5 separate regions of the Mus musculus genome follow, and regions 1, 2, 3 and 4 are each linked to region 5. Evidence: chromatin contacts called from public Hi-C, HiChIP or PLAC-seq and promoter capture Hi-C data. All regions are on one chromosome and are shown on one strand. Each heading gives the region's core, a stretch centred on a gene start, on an enhancer-like site or on the middle of the called end of the contact. The rest is flanking DNA. Distances are from core to core; before and after follow the strand shown. Region 1 holds the start of Septin2 (septin 2). Region 2 overlaps Hdac4 (histone deacetylase 4). Region 3 overlaps Twist2 (twist basic helix-loop-helix transcription factor 2). Region 4 holds the start of Ano7 (anoctamin 7). Region 5 holds the start of Otos (otospiralin).

What was found. Promoter capture Hi-C pulls out the DNA fragments that hold promoters and counts their contacts. A called contact is a pair of places that touch in the nucleus more often than the background predicts. HiChIP or PLAC-seq counts read pairs in DNA pulled down with a chosen protein or histone mark.
Region 1: a Hi-C map of neutrophils shows a contact between it and region 5, with 6 times the contacts expected there. The contact joins the promoter of Septin2 here to the promoter of Otos in region 5. A contact is called at or near these places in 5 of 39 promoter capture datasets (cranial neural crest, liver, neutrophils and 2 more), 2 of 484 Hi-C or Micro-C datasets (CD4 T cells and neutrophils) and 2 of 115 datasets of contacts at active chromatin or transcription factors (regulatory T cell precursor and thymic regulatory T cells).
Region 2: a contact with region 5 is called in a Hi-C map of CD8 T cells, with 2.1 times the contacts expected there. The contact joins the enhancer-like site here to the promoter of Otos in region 5. A contact is called at or near these places in 1 of 39 promoter capture datasets (liver), 1 of 484 Hi-C or Micro-C datasets (CD8 T cells), 5 of 115 datasets of contacts at active chromatin or transcription factors (double positive thymocytes, effector CD8 T cells, embryonic stem cells and 2 more) and 2 of 9 other capture datasets (adipose tissue and embryonic stem cells).
Region 3: a promoter capture Hi-C map of hippocampal neurons shows a contact between it and region 5, with 2.6 times the contacts expected there. The contact joins the enhancer-like site here to the promoter of Otos in region 5. A contact is called at or near these places in 4 of 39 promoter capture datasets (embryonic stem cells, hippocampal neurons, liver and 1 more), 4 of 115 datasets of contacts at active chromatin or transcription factors (embryonic stem cells, pancreatic cancer cells and pro-B cells) and 1 of 9 other capture datasets (liver).
Region 4: an H3K4me3 HiChIP or PLAC-seq map of bone marrow-derived macrophages shows a contact between it and region 5, with 5 times the contacts expected there. The contact joins the promoter of Ano7 here to the promoter of Otos in region 5. A contact is called at or near these places in 1 of 39 promoter capture datasets (cranial neural crest) and 1 of 115 datasets of contacts at active chromatin or transcription factors (bone marrow-derived macrophages).

What each region holds. Positions count from the first base shown.
Region 1 is chr1:93,476,779-93,480,318 of GRCm38.p6, reverse strand. It overlaps Septin2 (septin 2), which reads right to left and starts at 1,326. Exons shown (of 13, transcript NM_010891.2): 1 at 1,251-1,326. It also overlaps a transcript of Hdlbp not described here.
Region 2 is chr1:92,062,227-92,065,966 of GRCm38.p6, reverse strand. All of the region lies in intron 2 of Hdac4 (histone deacetylase 4), which reads left to right. Among named protein-coding and RNA genes, the nearest start is that of Hdac4, 120 kb to the left of the region's middle. Within about 2 kb of position 1,371, at least 64 of the 459 cell types and tissues checked have an H3K27ac peak or open chromatin away from gene starts, as enhancers often do. A contact at or near this core is called in CD8 T cells, effector CD8 T cells and memory CD8 T cells, where this site is marked.
Region 3 is chr1:91,837,860-91,841,500 of GRCm38.p6, reverse strand. The region is part of intron 1 of Twist2 (twist basic helix-loop-helix transcription factor 2); the gene reads right to left. Among named protein-coding and RNA genes, the nearest start is that of Gm46117, 8.4 kb to the right of the region's middle. Within about 2 kb of position 1,655, at least 17 of the 459 cell types and tissues checked have an H3K27ac peak or open chromatin away from gene starts, as enhancers often do. A contact at or near this core is called in hippocampal neurons and pancreatic cancer cells, where this site is marked.
Region 4 is chr1:93,372,153-93,375,367 of GRCm38.p6, reverse strand. It overlaps Ano7 (anoctamin 7), which reads right to left and starts at 1,472. Exons shown (of 24, transcript NM_207031.2): 1 at 1,321-1,472; 2 at 119-233. The coding sequence starts at 226.
Region 5 is chr1:92,647,129-92,650,479 of GRCm38.p6, reverse strand. Otos (otospiralin) reads left to right here and starts at 1,639. Exons shown (of 5, transcript NM_153114.2): 1 at 1,639-1,729.

The DNA.
Region 1 (3,540 bases), core at 77-2,576, 830 kb before region 5:
AATTAGAAGCATCATGAAGAAACAGCCTTTATGACCTCTTCAAAACTCCTGTTTTTCCTTATGTTAACAAGACGGATTTTAAAAATGTATCTAAGATACTAAAACAATTTTCACTACTAAGGAAAAAAAAAAAAAAACAAAAAACCTAAGTTTTTTTTCTAGACAGGGTTTCTCTGTATAGCCCTGGCTGTCCTGGAACTCACTTTGTAGACCAGTCTGGCCTCGAACTCAGAAATCCATCTGCCTCTGCCTCCCAAGTGCTGGGATTAAAGGCGTGCGCCACCACGCCCGGTTGAAAACCTAAAACTTAAATCCCTTGATAGACAGTAGGGACCCCAATATTTGACGCCAGAGAAACACTTAAACCGTCTAAAGGATATCGAATCCAGTGAGAGTCCTAACTAATAACAAGCAGCGAACAGGAACTACACAACAGATAAACATTAGACAGAGAATGTTCGAGATTAACTGCGCTCCAGACACGAGGAGTAAACTGGGTTAAAACCAGCCATAGAGACCACAACGGTCTGAACTAGAAGTTCTATGTGTTGAAAGTCTGGAAACGTAGTACAGGACAAGGCAAGGCGCCACTAACAAATGAGGCCGGAAGATACAAAAGGGCCAGGCGTGGTCTGGGCCTGCGGTCCGCTTCAGAGTTAGACTTCATGGCTTCTCAGTCAAAGGCCTCCACTCCATGCTCCCTTTCCCGTGTCACTTACAGGGCTGCAGCCCTTTGTCTAGCGTCGCACTACCTCGGGGAAGGCCACAGCAGACAAACCACTCCATAACGCTCCTGTCACTGCCTTAAATTGGGGAACTTCATTAACATCCCAGGGTGACTAGTCCTTTTCATCCCTAGGACGAAATGGCACCGTTACGTGGGAAGATGGCCCCGCAAGTGCTTCGTAGATGTGAACCTAACGCCCGACTCTCCACCACATAGTATTTGGACTGTGCGCCATAACTTCACTGGGCCCAGCCACGCCCGCCCCAATGCCCTGGACCTGGCCAGCAGGATCACCCAGATGGGGGCCGCCCGTCCAGTTGTCCTCGAAGGGACGACGCCAGCCAGGCATCCATCGCTGGAGCCCCGGACTAAGGGTGCGGCCGCCCCTCCCCCACGCGCTCACTTCCGTACCCGTTATCACCGCCTAGGCGGCCCGGGCGAGGGCAGAACTCTAGCCCTTTCTCAGGACAGCCAGCTCAACTCGAGCCCGCGCGACAGTGGGTACACATTGCCACACACTTACCCGCTCACACGCCGGAGAACGCTCGTCAGGCGAGAGCACGGACCTGCCCCGCCCAGTAGAGCGCGCGCGAACAGATGGCGTCATCGCGCCGTCCCGCCCCTTGCCAACTCCTTCCTGGGCCCCGAGTAGTCCCCTCCTCCGCGGTTGCATGCAGAGCGCAAGCGTGGACGCGATCCTGCCGTCCGCCTCTGCGCAGGCGCTGTGCCCCTCCCACGGCGGTTGGCCATATAGAGGCTGGGGGCGGGGGGAGGTCAAGCGTAGCCTCTTCTCCTTTACCAAGATGGCGTCTTGTTCCTGTTTCGCCACAGTTCCTACCTTATGAGCTTGGATTCCTCACGCTAATAAAAGAGGAGCAGGTAACGAGATTCTCCGCTTTATGGGAAACTAGAGTTGTGGGAAGGATATTTACTAAGGAGGAATAAGGTGTCCATTGAGAGCGAGAGACGACCGGGGGCGGGCAGGTGGCAGCGTGAGTGCGGAGCAGTGAAGGGGAGGGAGCCCTTTGCCTCTATCCTTTCCTCCTGGAAGATGGCGGCAGCACCGAGCTAGGAACACCGAGCCGGGATAGGCGGGCGCTTGTGACTTGCCGGCGGGCATCTCTAGCCGCCTCTGCGGCCGTCTCTATGGCGGGCTGTCGTCCCGGGATTGGCTACGTGCTGGTCACGTGGGTCTCCCCCCCCCCATGCACACCATAGAGTGGTGCCTGTCCCTGGGGACGTGGCCTTCCTGTGTGGTCGTGAGCCCATGCCCCGCGGGGGAGGGCGGAGCCGGCACGGCCCCCTACCCTCTTTCAGACTGGGGCGGGCGGAGAGATCTGCGGCATGCCCTGCTCTCTGCGACCGGCTTGAAGCTGGCTGGGAAGGTGCAGTACTGGGCTGCGGCCTGGCTCGGGTTGTCCTTCCCTTCAATCGCAGGAGGTCCCCTGGCTGGTCAGCGATCGTAAACTCCTACCTTAGGCCTTTCACCAAGGCCTTTCTATAGGAAAACACCCTAGAGTACCTCCCCAGAGAAGAAACAGCAATCGCGCAACCCTAGTGGGTGATATGCACAGTGTCGGTATTCCGAACTGTTCTGACACATGCCTTGTTGTGAGGGAGTGGTTTTTTTGTGCGTTATTACTTTGAGTAAAGTATCCCAGTGCTCGAGGCTACACTGCATATCCTGTCTGAATTAGAAGATTGGAGGGTCGACTGGGCATGTGTTTGCATACGATATAACTGAACCAAAGGAGACTGTCTTGGGTTTTATTATCTTTACAGACAAGGATAAAGCATGGGGAAAATTGGAGGGTTATAATCTTCACTTACAACTTGGCTCGCCCTTCAGCTTTGGGTTTTGCTAGTCACCTTAAGCTCTCAAACAATGACTTCACATATTTGTTGGTGTCCATTTAAAGAGCCACTTTCTTAGTAACTTTCTGAAGCCCAGTTAAACCAGTCACAAAATTTTGTTTGAAGCTAGTAGTAGCTACAAGCTAAATTTCTATTATGGAATCGGGTGTGAATAGGAAAACACTGGGTGAAACCTATTGCTTAAGCTTACGTTTTGAAGATTTAAAGTACCCATAGGCTAAATTTGTTAATTATGTTAGCTATGGGGATACTTAAAAGCAGTCATTTAATGTAGCTCTAAAAGGGGCTTTGGGCTTTTGTTTTGTTTTTAAGTGAATTACTACTTATGGATTCAAAACAACTCTTAACCTATTATGACATCTTTAAACTTAGAGATAATGGAGCATATCTTTTCCAGTCTCAGAAATAGTATTTTTGAAAACCAGTTAAGTAATTTCCAATGGCACCCAAGCTTTGTTGGTAGCGTTGGTTAGAGGCCTGCACTGCTTAGACACTTACTTCATCTTGAGAATACCCGAAAGAGGCAGACAGGTCAGAATAGACAGGGACACACACAAGCAGATCCTTATTTTTTTCCTCTCTCTCTTGTGGGCAGGCCCACTTCTCAGTGGCCAAATAGGCTTTCAAGTACATTTCTTTTAGTTTTATTTTGACCTTCTAAATGTCTAATATCAGCCTAATAACCTCATTTCTTTAACATTAAAGAGCCGAGTGCCACACATGTTAGGGATTCTGGGGGTGCAGAGATAGAAAAACATCATTTTTCCCTTTTTTCTAGCTCTTTATGATTTCCTGTAGAAGATAACACTTGCGAAAGAAAGCTTATTTTGCAGGCTAATTTGTACCATAATGAGAGTATATAAAAGAAATAGAAAATAGACTATGATTACTTACTGCAAAGCCCATAGTGGAAATATGTAAAAGAGATAGGAAGTAGA
Region 2 (3,740 bases), core at 122-2,621, 580 kb after region 5:
TGGAACTGACCCATGGTCTGCAGAGCAAATGAAACCAAAGCACACTGTGGACTCTTAGGGATTGTGAGATTTGAACCCTTAAACAAATCCTAAGCACTGTGGTTTTCTTCAGAGTGCTGAATGGGTTTCCAAGTCAGCAGAATTTTCTCTTGGACTTGCCATCACCAGACCTCTGCCTCCACACCTCTGGAAGTGTATGACCTGGCCAAGCTGCATACAGGCTGGTAGTCCTAATAGTTCTAATAGATAGTCCTAATAGACTGCCTTTCAACGTAGGCCCCAGAGAGTACCCTTCTAGCTTCTTGATGACTGCGGGTGTCAACCCTTGGGCTCTGTAAGAGCTCCCCAACCTCTTTCCCATGCCCACTTTACTAGTTAGTACTGTGGTCCTAGTTTATTTCCTTCTCAGCATTGGAAATGAACCTTTAAGTCTTCCTGAGCCCCATGATCCTCATCATGGCTCTGGGACCCACAGCCATGCTCCTGTCCCACTGTGCTCTTCCAGACATACAGTGCTGCCTGTGCTCCATCCTCAGCCTGTGCTTCCCTGCTCCTGTAGAGCTCTTTCTTTCTACACACCCAAAGTGTGCTTTACACAGCCCTTTCTTCATGTCCTTAAGATACCTGCTCAGAGGCCATCACCATTGTCTCTCATACCACACAGTCCATTTACTAGACCTTTTGGCTGTTGGGAGTTTGGGGTGCCAGGACTCGGTATTGGCCAGAATGTATCCTTCAGACCCTCCAGCTGCTCAGCAACTAGCCAGGAGGACACACTGTCAGTGCGTTTCTGGCAGAGTGATGCCATGCACCCTGTGCTCAGTGCCCTGTGTGCAGATCAGTAAGCTAAATGCTGCATGGGAAGTTGGTTTACTACCTGGTCAGCACCAACTTGGGACAAGGACAGTAACTGTCCTTTCCCTTCCTCTTCCCACCCTGAGGACTAAGCTCAGGTGAAGGAAGCACTTAGACAATACCTAACTGGTCAAACAGGAGCCTGACTTGTGAGACTCCTAATTTAGGACGTAGGCTCAGTGCTAGGAAGATTCTCTAACACCAGTCTAGAAAAAGAAAATGTCTTTTTCATGAATTAAAGCAAATATTAATTCTACAAAATTCCAGAAGAGAAAGTCTTTGAGCCCACACTGCCCTTGTGGTGGAGGGGAGAGTGATCTTGGAGCCTATACTGGTCAGTCCACCCCTTCGGCACTTGGCTGCCATGCCCTCTATGCTATCCTCGCTCCTGGCATCCAAGGCACCAGGCTTCTCAAACACGTATCATCAAGACACCAAGAGCACCACAGGGCAGGCAGAGTCACAGAGAGGGTGGCTAACAGGCTCAGCACTGTTTAGCCACAGGGTGAGCCGACGCTGACTCTGATGGCTGCTTAGGGCTTATTGTTGTGGATTAGTGACTCATTCCTTTGAGCTGATTGTTAACGTCTACCTGTTCCCCAGCTTCCTGTCACTTAACCACAGACACCTTTAGCTGATTTGTGATGTTCAACAGTGTGGACAGTGTTTGGAGGCAGGCTCATCCATAAAGTAGGTTTGGTTGCTGACTCACCCTTTTCAGGGAGTCGGATGCTTTGGCATTTGTGGGGTGGAGCACCTTAGGGAGGAGCTAGCCTAGACTCTGACTGAACTCAGATCATGGTCTTCCCTACAATATAAGTCAACCTAACTCCCCATATCAGCCAGTCTTGATCAGATCAACAGACAAGGGAGTCCAGCTGGAAGGTGGTTCTGCAGGACTGATGTAGCTGGGCAGGTCTGACCCCAAACCTCATAGGCCACAAGGCCCCAGGTTATGGCCTTTCCCTTCTCCTCAAGTCCTCTGTGAGTTGGCTACCACAACTTCTGCTTCTACAGATAGACAGCTGATGTCTGGAGTAGGTAAGGTTAGTTCATTCCCAGTGGGCATCAGAGCTGGGGCTGCATCTTTGCTTGAGATAATTGTCCCTGTACCATGTCCTTTGCCTGACTGAAGGTGCCTATATTGAGAGCTGCTGCTTGTAGTTCAAGAGCCTGTGGGTACTGCTGCACTACCCTTTGTAGTCGTCATCCATTACTTGTTACATGGGCTCTGGGGGAACATGCATATCTTATTTCCAAGGTTATTTTCTCCTCCTCTACTTTGAGTAAAACTGTCCTGAAACAATGCACCCAGTTACTCCCCATCCCCCAGGGATGAAGATGTTCTGGAGCAGAGAGATGAGTGCTGTTTGCAGACCTGTCTAGGTCATCATCCTATCTGTGTGCCCATTTATAAATGTCTGATGGATCATGTTGTTCTCTGAGGCGGACCTGTCCCTGAGAGCCAATGTATAGCACCTTCCACAAGACACCTGCCCCTGGTCAGGAGACACTACAACGTGGCTAAGGCGACCATCCAGACAAAGATGTTTCTTCTGTGTATTCCTTTGCATCCTTGCTGTCACACACCTGCTGGCTCACTCAGTGCTTGTTGAGCCTCTGACACACCCAGCTATGTGTACTGTGCCAGGACCCCCTATGGCTAAGCTAGGCCTGCTCTTCCCTTGGACAGTGCCTGCCTGTGGGTGTGCTGTCTTCCACACATGTTCCTCTGTGAACATGCTGTGTGTTTCTTGTTTCTAGAGCTTCTTGGCTATGTGCATACTGCCACTTTCTACATTTATATCTTCCTAGGGAAGATGTTCTAGTGGTAGACAGTTTGGGGTTCTTTGTGGCTCAGGCCTGACCCTTCCCTTTGTTTAGGCCTCTGTGTGATGTCTGAGTGTTTGGGCAGAGACCGTGTTTTTGTGCTTTGCCCTAGTTGATCTGACTGACCATGTTCTAAAGAGAGCATGGTCCTAGACAGTGAGCCTTCCTGGTGATTTGACAAAAGCCAAATGTGCTACCTGTGCTAAGACAGAACTTTGAAGAGCCATGAATATCTGTGTTAAGGGCCAGTCTGCCTGCTACCACTTCATATCAGCCAGTCTTAGCTCAGCAGAGGAGGAAGTCCAGCGGGAGGGCAGTTCTGTGAGAATGATGGAGGCAGGCACCACATTTTCACATCCTGGAAGTTCAGCACCTGCTTATAGGTTGACATGAGCCAGGAGTGTACACTCATTGGTCAGCAAGGAGTTGGTGACACACCAAAGAACATGGGAACATTTGAGACAAGACAAGGTAGTCAGATTGTATTGGTTCAAAGAAGGGAGGACCTATCTTTATTCTTGGCTACTCAAGGAAAAAATGCAAACACATGTAAAAGGAACGGGAGATTCATACAGTAGCCCCTGCTTCCCTGTCCTTAAGGCCCCGGAATTCTCCGCCATGTCATCTTCTTACACCTGTCTTACTTCTGTCTAGAGTATTTCAGGCAAATCCCAGAGTGCCATCACACTTCCATGTGCATGTAACCGTTTTAGAGCCTTCCATGTGAAAGCAATCCAGACCCATAGGTACTGTCCTTCAGATACTGAAGGTCGATGGTCCACTGGGGCTGTGCAGCCTGAGCCTCCTTCAGTGTCGAGTGAGACTGAACCCCACCCCCTCTCAGCTCCAAGATCACAGTAGCTAAGCATAAGTTAACTACAGCTGCCACAGTAGTTAAGGTGAGAGGTGCCCATAGACCAGGACTGTCTGTCCTTGAGCTGAATTTCCAGCAGACGAAATCCATTGTCACTGGTGTTCCATGTAATAGCTGTTTTAAAAACAAACAAAAAGCCCTCCTTAGTCACTTTTTCAAAGCAGGATCAAAAAAATTATCC
Region 3 (3,641 bases), core at 406-2,905, 810 kb after region 5:
CTGCTTCTCACCATGATGACCATGGACTAATGCTGTGAAGCTGTAAGCTAAAAGTTGCCTTGGGCATGGTGTTTCATCACAGCGATAGGACAGCCACTAAGACACTTGTCAACAGCACATGACATGCACTTAGTAGCTGTCGAAAAAGGGACACAGTAAAGAGACCAGAGACATCTTAGAACAGCTTCCACCATGCCTGGTGAGCAGGGGCTGCTGACTGCAGGAGGCCTGGTAGGCCTGGACCAGGGTGGGCTGAGGGCAGCTCAGGTAGAGGGATTAGTAATGGTGGAAAGACAAACTTTGCAATGGCAGTGACAGCTCACACTGGGGAACAGTGGGCCCAGGTCCTGTCTTCTGGCCCTCATACTCGGTATTGTAGAGAGACAGCTGAGCCTCAGAACACTCAGCTGTCACCTGTTACAGAAGGACAGTTGGTGAAGACCACACTGACATTAGTAGGCAGAGAGAAGACACTATTGAGCCTACCTTCAGGCCAACCTTACTCCCCACCACCCCAGGGAATCTCTAAGGCCCTGAGACCAGGAGGTGATGCCTGTGTGTGTGCCTTACCAAAGCTGGCAGTCAGAGTGTTTTCCTCTCCTTGACAGAGAGGCAGAAGGAACCCTGGGCTGGTGGTGCCCACCAAGCATCGCAAGGGGCCCAGGATGATGGATCGTGCTCATGGTGAGCTGCCTGAGTCTGGATTCTGCAACCCAAAAGCAGGCACAGTGGCTGCAGAGTGTGACCCAGGAGGCTCTCAGTTGTCACTTGGGACCCCAGAACTACACCTACATGGATCAAAGTTCCCAGCTTGGCTAGGCTGCTTCTGAGCATGCGCAGTTTGGCTGTTCACACCCAGGAGCTGCTTCGGAACATGCACAGTTTGGCTGTTCCTACGAAGTAGCTGCTCGGCACCATACAGAAGGAAACTGAAGATGAGACCACCTCTATCACACAGAAGCTTAGCATAATGGCAAACACAAGACCATGGACATTTTGCTGTTCCCTGTCTGGGCCTGGCTCTACCATGACCACCATTCTAAGGTTGGGACAGGTCGTTTCAAAGATCTCAGACATTTAAGCTGTGGGTTTCTCAGGACAGTCTCTTTATGGGTCATACAGTAGACAGTGCTGGCCACCCTCAGTGATCACCCGCCCACGATGCTGGGGACAAGCACCAAGTCACCTAATCAGCTAAAAGGGCTTCATTTCCTACTGTGTAAGAGATTCAAGGAGAGCTCGGGGCCTCTGAGGGGAGACCAGCTCTGAGCAGCCTCAAGCCTCCTGCCAGCTCCAAGCTACACACAACACACACACACACACACACACACACACACACACCCTGTTGCTGCCTCCCCCAGCAGGCTGTCATTTTGACAAATACATGTGCACAGACAGGGAAGAAGCAACGTGTTTTGCTTCCAAAGGCAAAATCTTCTTCTAATCCAGATCCTGCAGCCAACTCAGCTCAGAGTAAGGCAGGGCAGGGAAGGGCCGGGGCAGGGCAGGTTGGAGACAGCGAATATCTGTAGTAAAGAGACCACCTTACAAGAACCAAGAGCCAGCTTAATCTGAATTCTTCTGGTGCTGGCTAGTTAGGAGTAATGATGCTGGGTACTAGAAATTGGGTACTGGGTGCTAGGAGCTACGTGGGAGTGATCAGTGTAGATTTATGGGACAAGGGTGGAGTGTGCAGCAGTTGGGCTTCCTTCTCTCCTAGACAACATGTCTGCCTGCACACACTTCCGAGAGGCCTCGTGATGACTCCGGTGGTGGGAAGGTTATACGGGTAAAGTTCAGAGCCACAGGAGTGGCACCAAACCCCTGACTCACCACCAGTCTGAGACTTCTGAATTGAAACAGTAGCTGAAAGAGACCTTTCGGGGAGTTAGAAGATGGGGGGTGGGGGGCACTCTGTGAGATGAAGGATGTCAGTGGGCTCTGGAGGAGGGATAGAGACAGGCTGTTCTTTCTCTGAGGCAAATGAACATTGCCAAGCAATGGGCCTTCTGGGACTCATTTGTTTTTATAGTTTCCTCTGGGTGGCTGTGCCCAGGCCCCTCACAGGAGGTTTCTACCCTTCAAAGGGCTATTGTAGCACTCACCTACCTGAAGCAGCAACTGTGTGGTCTCCTTTGTGGGCTTCTGAACCTTGACTCTAGAGAGCTGGGCCAGAGCTTGGCTGTGTATCTCATCAGACAGTGAGGAGGTTGTGGCACTAACCATAGGCTTCTACAAAGCTAGCCAGAGCAGAGACCAGGAGCCACCCTGGTGGCAGAAGGGGTCCTTTAACCCTCTAGGACACAAGGCTTCTCTACCGCCCTGTGATGACCCATGGATGGCATTCCATTTCCTCCCATAATCCCAGATTGCATGCGATGCTATACAATTCCCCCACCCCCAGGCTGCTGATGGGGTAGGTCATGACTGTATGCTCCACTTTGGGACCTGCCGCTCTGATCCTGCTGCAGCTGGTGTGGTCTTGGAAAGGGTGAGCCCAGTGCATCTGAGCTGCCGAGAACTCTGTGTTCAATGGCTATTTCTGGGTGGCAGTATCCTGGCACTTTTGGACCCTCAAAAGAAAGTCATTTGCAGGAAGAATTAGGGTGAGGTTGGGCAAAGATGGCCATATGGGTCTTCTGAACATCTGTCCTCTCTCTAGTTCAATGCATCTGTCCTGGGCTTGCCCTGTGTGACAAAAGGGAAACCCCTTATTCTCTTCATCATTCCCCTTCTCCATTGGGCTTGGCTGTCTCCTTCAGGGACTTCAGGCTGACTTTTTGGAATGACACTTCCAAACTGGTGGTCCCAAAATAACCAGAGAAGGGTCAGGTTTGCCTCTATCCAGGGTCACTGCAGGGTCATTCTCTATCCACTGCCCATCAGTGACCCCACATCCCAGGAGCTAACTCTGTCCCTTTGTCCATCTCATGGGAGCTAGCACGGCAAGGTCAGACGCAGTGTCCTGCTGGCTAAGCCTTCCTGTTTTACTGGTAGCCCCCTGCTCAGTAAAGCCTGCCTTTTTTTCCTCATGGGCCATCAAAAGGCTGCAAAGGGCATTTATTCCCTAGCATCGGCACCATAATGAGCCGGATCACCAGAGGAGCTGAGCCCTTTCCAAGCCCTGCAGTTTTCACATCCAGGAACGACTCCTCCAAGTGACTTACGACTTCCTCGGATGCTGCTGAATCAGCTCCCAAATAAAACCCAGGGGAGAGAAAGGAGGATGAGAAACAGCTCCATCCCAGCCGGGTGGTGACAGAGGCTCCTTCAGGGACCATCTAATCAGACATTGTCGTCTCAGAGACGGAGAGAGCACAGGACACAGGTGGGCTACGATGGGCAGCCAGAACCCAACTCCTGGCCGGAAACACCATTTCGTGTGCAAGACACACGGCATGGAAGCATACACTCCGGGGCATTAACTCAGCAAATGCATTCAGATGACATCAAGGAACACCTGCTTGCCCCTCACACCAGCACCAGCACCAGCTCAACAGAATCTGGAGGATGGTTGCAGGAGGGCTCCCTGGGGATGGGCCATGCAGAGATGACTGGTATTGTCCTGAACCAGCTCGCTGCTCGCTTTGGGGACAGATAGTAGAATTTATTGCAGCAAACATGCCATAGGTATTTTGATG
Region 4 (3,215 bases), core at 223-2,722, 730 kb before region 5:
ACTGGGATGGGAGGCCTCCCAAATCACACAGCACACAGAAGCCTTATGATCAAAGCCCAGGGAGGAGGAAGAAGGGTGGGTTCAGCATGCTGAACACTGCCCCTGGGGTTGAGGGTACCTCTGAGGCTTGGGCTGTGCTCCCATAGGAGCATCCATTCCCTGCTTCAGGGGAGGCCATGTCGATCAGCACCACGCTGTCTTCTTCTCGCGCTTGCCCCCGCAGCATGTCACTCCTGCGCCACACCAAGGCCAGGGAGTCAGAGGATGGAGTGGTTAGAGAGGACACCAATGAGAGCCAGTCCTGACACTGTGGCAGAGCCTGCAGCAAGCCTATTTTACAGGTGAGGAGGCTGGCTCATAGACTAACAGGGGCACTGCTAGGGCTGGACAGTACTATCCTAATGTGGGCATGTGAGGATCCTGACATCCTGGCTCAGTAGCTCCAGGAAAAGAGCCAGCCACTGAATGATAGCTGGTATTTAAGAGCCTAGCATCCATCCATCCATCTGTCCATCCGTCTGTCCGTCCATCCATCCACCCACCCACCAAGTGTGGGGCTCCCTTTCATTCTGGGTAAGGCTTACTATAAGGCTGCCACACAGACCCCCCCAGCCCCTTCTTATAGAGGAGGGTCATTTGGGCCATTTGGGCCATGGAGGATAGACAGTGCCCTATAAAGCCATCTGCCTTTTTTGCAATTCTGGAGGAACTACTGCTAGGACCCCAGGCTCTCCCTGCAAGGAAGAGCACAGTCACTTATGGAGTTTTATGGGCTTTCCATGCCAGCCTGTGACCTGTGGTCCTGGAAGGAGGTGGCTGGGAGCAGGGCTGTTGTTCCGGTGGGTGGGAAGGGAATGACATCGCTCTCATTCTACTTCCCCATTTTAGATAAATGGAGGCCTGGAATGGTAGACATAAGCCCAAACCTGCTAGGACTCGGTACTACAATGTGAGGACCCCAGGAGCCAATGAGAACCAAAGGATGCCCTTGGACAAAGGCTCTGGGGCATATGTCATCTGATGGGTGGGACAGGGAAGACAAAGGAGTACCAACCAGAGACTTCAGACGCGGTCTGTTATGAGCAGGTGGAATGCTGTGTCCTTAGGGTAGGGTGCCCTATTCAAAGCCACACTGAACACTGTCCCTGCCTCTCTAGAGCTTAGAGAAGACACTGTGCCAGGTAGGCTTCTGGGGCCCAAGAGTAAGCCCCAGCCCCGCTGCTCGGCGTTCAGAGCCAGGAGCCCCAGTGGCTCATATTTTCTGCAGTCCCTCCTGTCCTCCCCATGGCCCAAGCATCCAGGAGGAGGACACCACCCTACCTGGCACAGTGGCTTCCAGAGGAGACCTCAGAGTTCACAGCCAGCCCATCAACACAAGCCTGGTTCCAGCAGGAGCAAAATCAGGGCCAGCCACCCCAGTCTCCTGGGCTCTGCCTGAGCTGTGGCAGCCGCTCACCTGCCCTTGCCTCACTGCACAGGGTAAGGGGGCTGGAAGCAGACAAGAGAGGTACTAAGTGCAGTCAGCCACCAGGGTGAGGTCTCTGATTGTGTCTCTGGACAGGATCTGCCTGTTTGAAAAGAGGGTGTGGGACTCTGAGCCAGCAAACAGCCAGCCCACTTTTCCTTCACACACCCTACATGCAAATTCGAGGTGCCTCAGGTACCCTATTTGTTTAGAGATTCCGTGGCAGCAGGCCGGGCTTCCATAAGGGAAGTCCAGGGAGATGGTGGTTATAGGGCCAGCCATAGGTATCCCCTGTCAGGTGGCCCTGTTTATGTGGGGGTGAAGCTTCATGGGGGAGAGGGCTTTACCATTTCTGGTAGTGTGAGCTTGGACGTTCTTGGGAACACACTGTCAGAAACACAGACGAACAGTTGTGTTTTCTCACAGTATCACATTTTATTGACAAATTCACGAGGTACAGCATTTTCAATGGCAGCAATTTGCCAGATACTCCTGCAGTCCTTGCTGAGGCAAACACAGGTTACTGTATTCTAATCTTAATTACTCTCATGATACACTACATATCACACAGTAAATTTCTCTATATATGTATATGTGTAGATTATAGAATGGTTGTAAGGGGTTAAAGATGCAAGGAGTTTCAGAGTTTCCAACAGGCCTGAGAAGCCAAAGCTGGGAAACTCAGGGCCACGAGTCTCTGACAATGAGGTAAACAGGACCGGAGCACTTGGGGAAACTGTGGCTGAGTCAGGACCCCTGACTGCAGGTTTGAGAGTGAGGCGGTAGAGCTGAGTCCGGCTGTTTGAGGAGGCAAAAGGGCAAGTCGGGGTCCAGACAAAGGAAGGGGCTGAGTGACAACGGAGATGGGAGGAGGGCAGATGGCATCTGCAACGGTGACAGCTGTGTCAGCAGTGCACCCAGACGACCGGAAGCCTCTGGAAGAGTCACTTCTTTGCCTGTTAGTCAGTCCTTGATGCATGCAGGGCAGTGAGGAGACAGGTCAGTGGGGACTCTCACCAGCCAACTGCTAATGTCTACTCCTCTATGGACTCCTCACATGTAGGAGCTCCATAGTTTCCTTGGCCTGCTGTGCCCAGGAAGTTCTTAGGCTTGACTTTCCTGATATGATATTAATATGCTCATATCCCCCACAGTCCCAACCCACTATGATAAATTACAGAGTAGTACCCTCCCTATTCCCAGGATGACCATTCAGTAGTCTTGCCACGTGGACGGTGTGGAACAGGTGGTGTACCTTCCATCCTCAAGAGAGTACAAAGCTGCTTGTAAATGCAATGTCTCAGGGGTGGTCACTGTTTTACACAATATGGAGGCACTTAGGGCAAGGTACAGGCCTAACCTCAACAGGCATGTGCACCTTCTCAGGGCCTAGCTCTTCCGCTCCTTGGTTCTGGCCAGTCAGTGAGCCACTCCCCTGTCTCCTTCTTTCCCCTCTGCTCCCTTCTAAGATATCTCCGAGAACCTCAGGCTCAGGTCTCCAAGCCCTCTCAGCAGCTTTAGGCCTTGGCACCTCCCAGGCACCCTCCATTCTGGGTCTTGTGAGATGAACAGCAGGTCAACCCCTGGTGGGCAACAGATGCTGGTGGGCAACAGGCCCTGGATACTCCAGGGAGACCAGACTACCCAGACCCAGAGATGGACTCTGGACATGACTGCCATCAAGCCTCATAGAAAACAGGAGAGCAGTCGGGTGGTGGTGGTGGTACAAGCCTTTAATCCCAGCACTCGG
Region 5 (3,351 bases), core at 390-2,889:
CCCATTTACGTTCCTCCTAGGCTGGAAACTGAGCTAGCGGGTCCTTCCCTGCACCCCTCTAGCCCATGCCACAGGGCCTGGCTGGTTCTGGGAGCTCTGTAGCCTACGATATCAAGTCCTAGAGACATAACATTTAACCCTCCCTGTGGTATTAGAAACATGACAGACAAGTCACTTTCAGTTCAAAGGAACTGGGGGAAAGGCTGTGTTACGGCGAGCAGAGATCAGAACTCTGCAGTGGTCTGAGGTGAGAGAGTCACGTCTGCCCAAGGGCTTCTTCTAAGTAAATGGGCCTGTATGGCACTGGATTGATGTCACTCCTGTTGCTGCTGACCTGTGTCTCTGGTATCCTGTCCCCTGACTGGAGTCCAAGGCAGATCCTTCGGCTTGTGTCAGCATGTCCGACGTGGTGAAGCCCTTGTGGGAAAAGCTCAGATGACATCCTTCACAGCCCAGGGTCAACACCAGCCCTTCCTGGGTTCCTGGGAATCTTTTCCCATGATGCAGAGAAATGCAGATGACAAAGAATCCTGTGAGAAAAAACAAACAAACAAACAAACAAAAAACCATGGGCCATGTGAGACCCATCCTTCTGTTGGGGGTCGCAAATGACCACAAGCTAAATATTCCTTGCTGGGAAGGGTATGTACTCCACCTCTCAGGGAGGCAGCTGTGGTGAACCAGGCAACTTCCCAGTGAGATGCCTGGCTCAGTGGTTCAGTTAACCCTTTATGTCACCGAGAAGCCACCAGTGGAGCTTCCTGCAGTCAGGGCAGGGCCTATAGCAATCCCTGGATCCTTGGCCTCAGCAAGATCTTTCAGTTCTGCCTGGGCTGGTTTCTGGATCCATTAGCCCCCAGGAACCCAGATGCTCTCTGTGCGTATTGGGGGTGCAGTATTGATTCCAGATGGTGGCCTCAGGTAGCGCCACACCTATCTTGCTCCTGCCTTCTGATCCCAGGCTCAGCCTCCAAAGCAGCCCGCCTCTTCCCATACTCTATGGGATGACAGCAATAGACACCTGCTTGTCTGTGCACATTGTAAGTGTGTACACACCTGTGTGTGCATATGGTGTTGGGAAGATGAGTGTTTCACCTAAAGTGAATATTTGGGGGTGGGTGGGTTGGGGGACAGATCCCTGGAGATGTTTGAGACATGAAACTTCCGCTAGAAAAGCTGGTCGCTTGAAATTCAAATGTAACCATGCGTCCTGTATTTCTTTCAGCCACACTGGAGTCCCTAGGACCCCCCAACCCCATCTCATCCCAATCCAGGTCAATTCTTCGTGGTTTCTGAAGGGGTACTCGCCGGGGTTGACCTGGGACCTTTTCAGAGAGTCTATGGTCAGTTCAGGAAAAGAACGAGGTATTTTAAAAGAAGGTGATCACATGCTTTCACATTTCAGCTTCAGATCCGTATGCGGTCAGTCTTATGACATGGAAGGAGACTTTGATTATTCCAGAACACAAACCCTGTCCTGTGGGCCAGCTGCACAGGAGCCTGTGAGCATGGCGCCCCCTGGAGGCCATCTCAGAAACATTCCACTCCAAGCTCTGAGCCTGTTCTCCAAGCAGCCTGGGACCGGCTGTCTCACCCCAGGCCCTTCTAGATTTCCTGTTAAAGCTGCCACACCCGCATCAGCTGTGGTGGCGTGGAGGGACTTCCACCTTGACAGGCTTTGCCAAGTCAGCTCAACACGCTCCCAGAATTCTCCCTTTTCATGTCCAAGGTAACATGTTTAGTTAAGCTCTTTAAAAGTCCGATAGGGATGTGTGTGTTTGAGGACAAACATGGGTGACATTAGAAGTCTGCGCCCCCCTCCTTTGTAGGAGCAGGGATGGCACTTCCCAAAGGAAATGTGTCTACCAGGGCATGTTTAGAGGGACAAGGGGCAGCATGACTTCTAGAACCTCTGAATCCCAGCTCTGTGTGGTCACATGACGCCACTCTCCTTGGGTTTGAATCCAGCCAGAAGACTCCAGCCCTGTCAGTGAGGTACTGCTCAGTCCCTGGGACACCCGGGTACTCTGCAGGCACAAGCGGGAGGGCAATGCTGCCATCTGGGACGGAGGACTTAGGGCAGATGTCAGTCTGGGAGATGTGAGGAGAAGGCAGACTGTGAGCCATCACCCCCTACACCCCAGTACTTATGCTGGCCACGGTCCAGGAAACAGGAAGTGACTCTAGGATCAGTTATAAGCCACTTCCGAGGCTTTGCGGGGCTCGGGGATGTATGAACAGTGCAAAACACAGGCGGACCATTCCGTGGCAGAGAAGAATGCAGGAAAACACACTGGCACGATGAACTGTGGCCTTGAGACTTTAAATTATGAGCACCTGCCTGTGTCCATGTTGGGACAGCTCAATGGATGATGGTAAGCTACTCTGGGCTCTGCCTTCTAGGAGAATGAATTTGGGTTGCGCTAGCATTTCAGAGTACAGGCAGGGGCATCTGCGAGGCTCAAGGAGTAATTATTAGTCAGATGTGGTGTCCATGGATGGACAGCAGGGGGCGCCAGATACCTCTGACTCATTCCCAATCCTGGCGTTCGTTACCACAGGGTCCTTTTCAAGCTGACTGCCACGGGAGATAACAAGGGGCCTCTGTCCAGCAGAGTGGCCTTATACATCTAAGCATCTCTTGAATCCAAGCAGACAGACTGTTAAGACCTTGGAGGTTCCCTCCGAGTTTCTGTGTGGGGCGGGATATTATGCACTGGATATCATGCAGGCTTCTGAGCAGTCACTGGGCAGGTTTCAAGTTTGCCCATCCTATATGGTATTGTTCCTGGGCCCGACCTTTGGGAGCTTTTGAGAATTCGAACTCTTCCCTGCCCTCAAGCATTGAATTTTAGAAGGAATCCTAGCAATTATTAAAGGATGGAATCCAGTGTTTTGGGATTCCCATCAAATGTAGGAATGCAAGGGCCCTGGGGAAGGCATTTACCATTAAAAAAAATGACATTTACTTATTGTGTATGTGTTTGCAGTGTGTTCCAGGTGTGTATGTGTAGGTCAGAGAACAACTTGTGGGAGTTCGTTCTCTCCTTCCAGCATGTGAGATGTGGGGATCGAACTCGGTTTAGCAGCAAGCACTTCTACCTGTTCAGCCATTTTAATGGTCCCTCTTGAAGGCAGAGTGGTCTGCAGGAGAACAGGGAGACAGATGGGTGAGGTGCAAAGGAGATGTGTTCTGGGTGGGCGGGGGCAGGGGGTGTCTCTGTCCAGGCCAATGAGATAAGGTGTCTGAAGGATCCAGGCAGAGAGGAAGTGTGTAGGGGTGGAGATGTGGTGCAGGAAAGAACGTGTGTCCCAGGAGGTTTGGAGGACCTGGGAGATCAGGACCTGGGA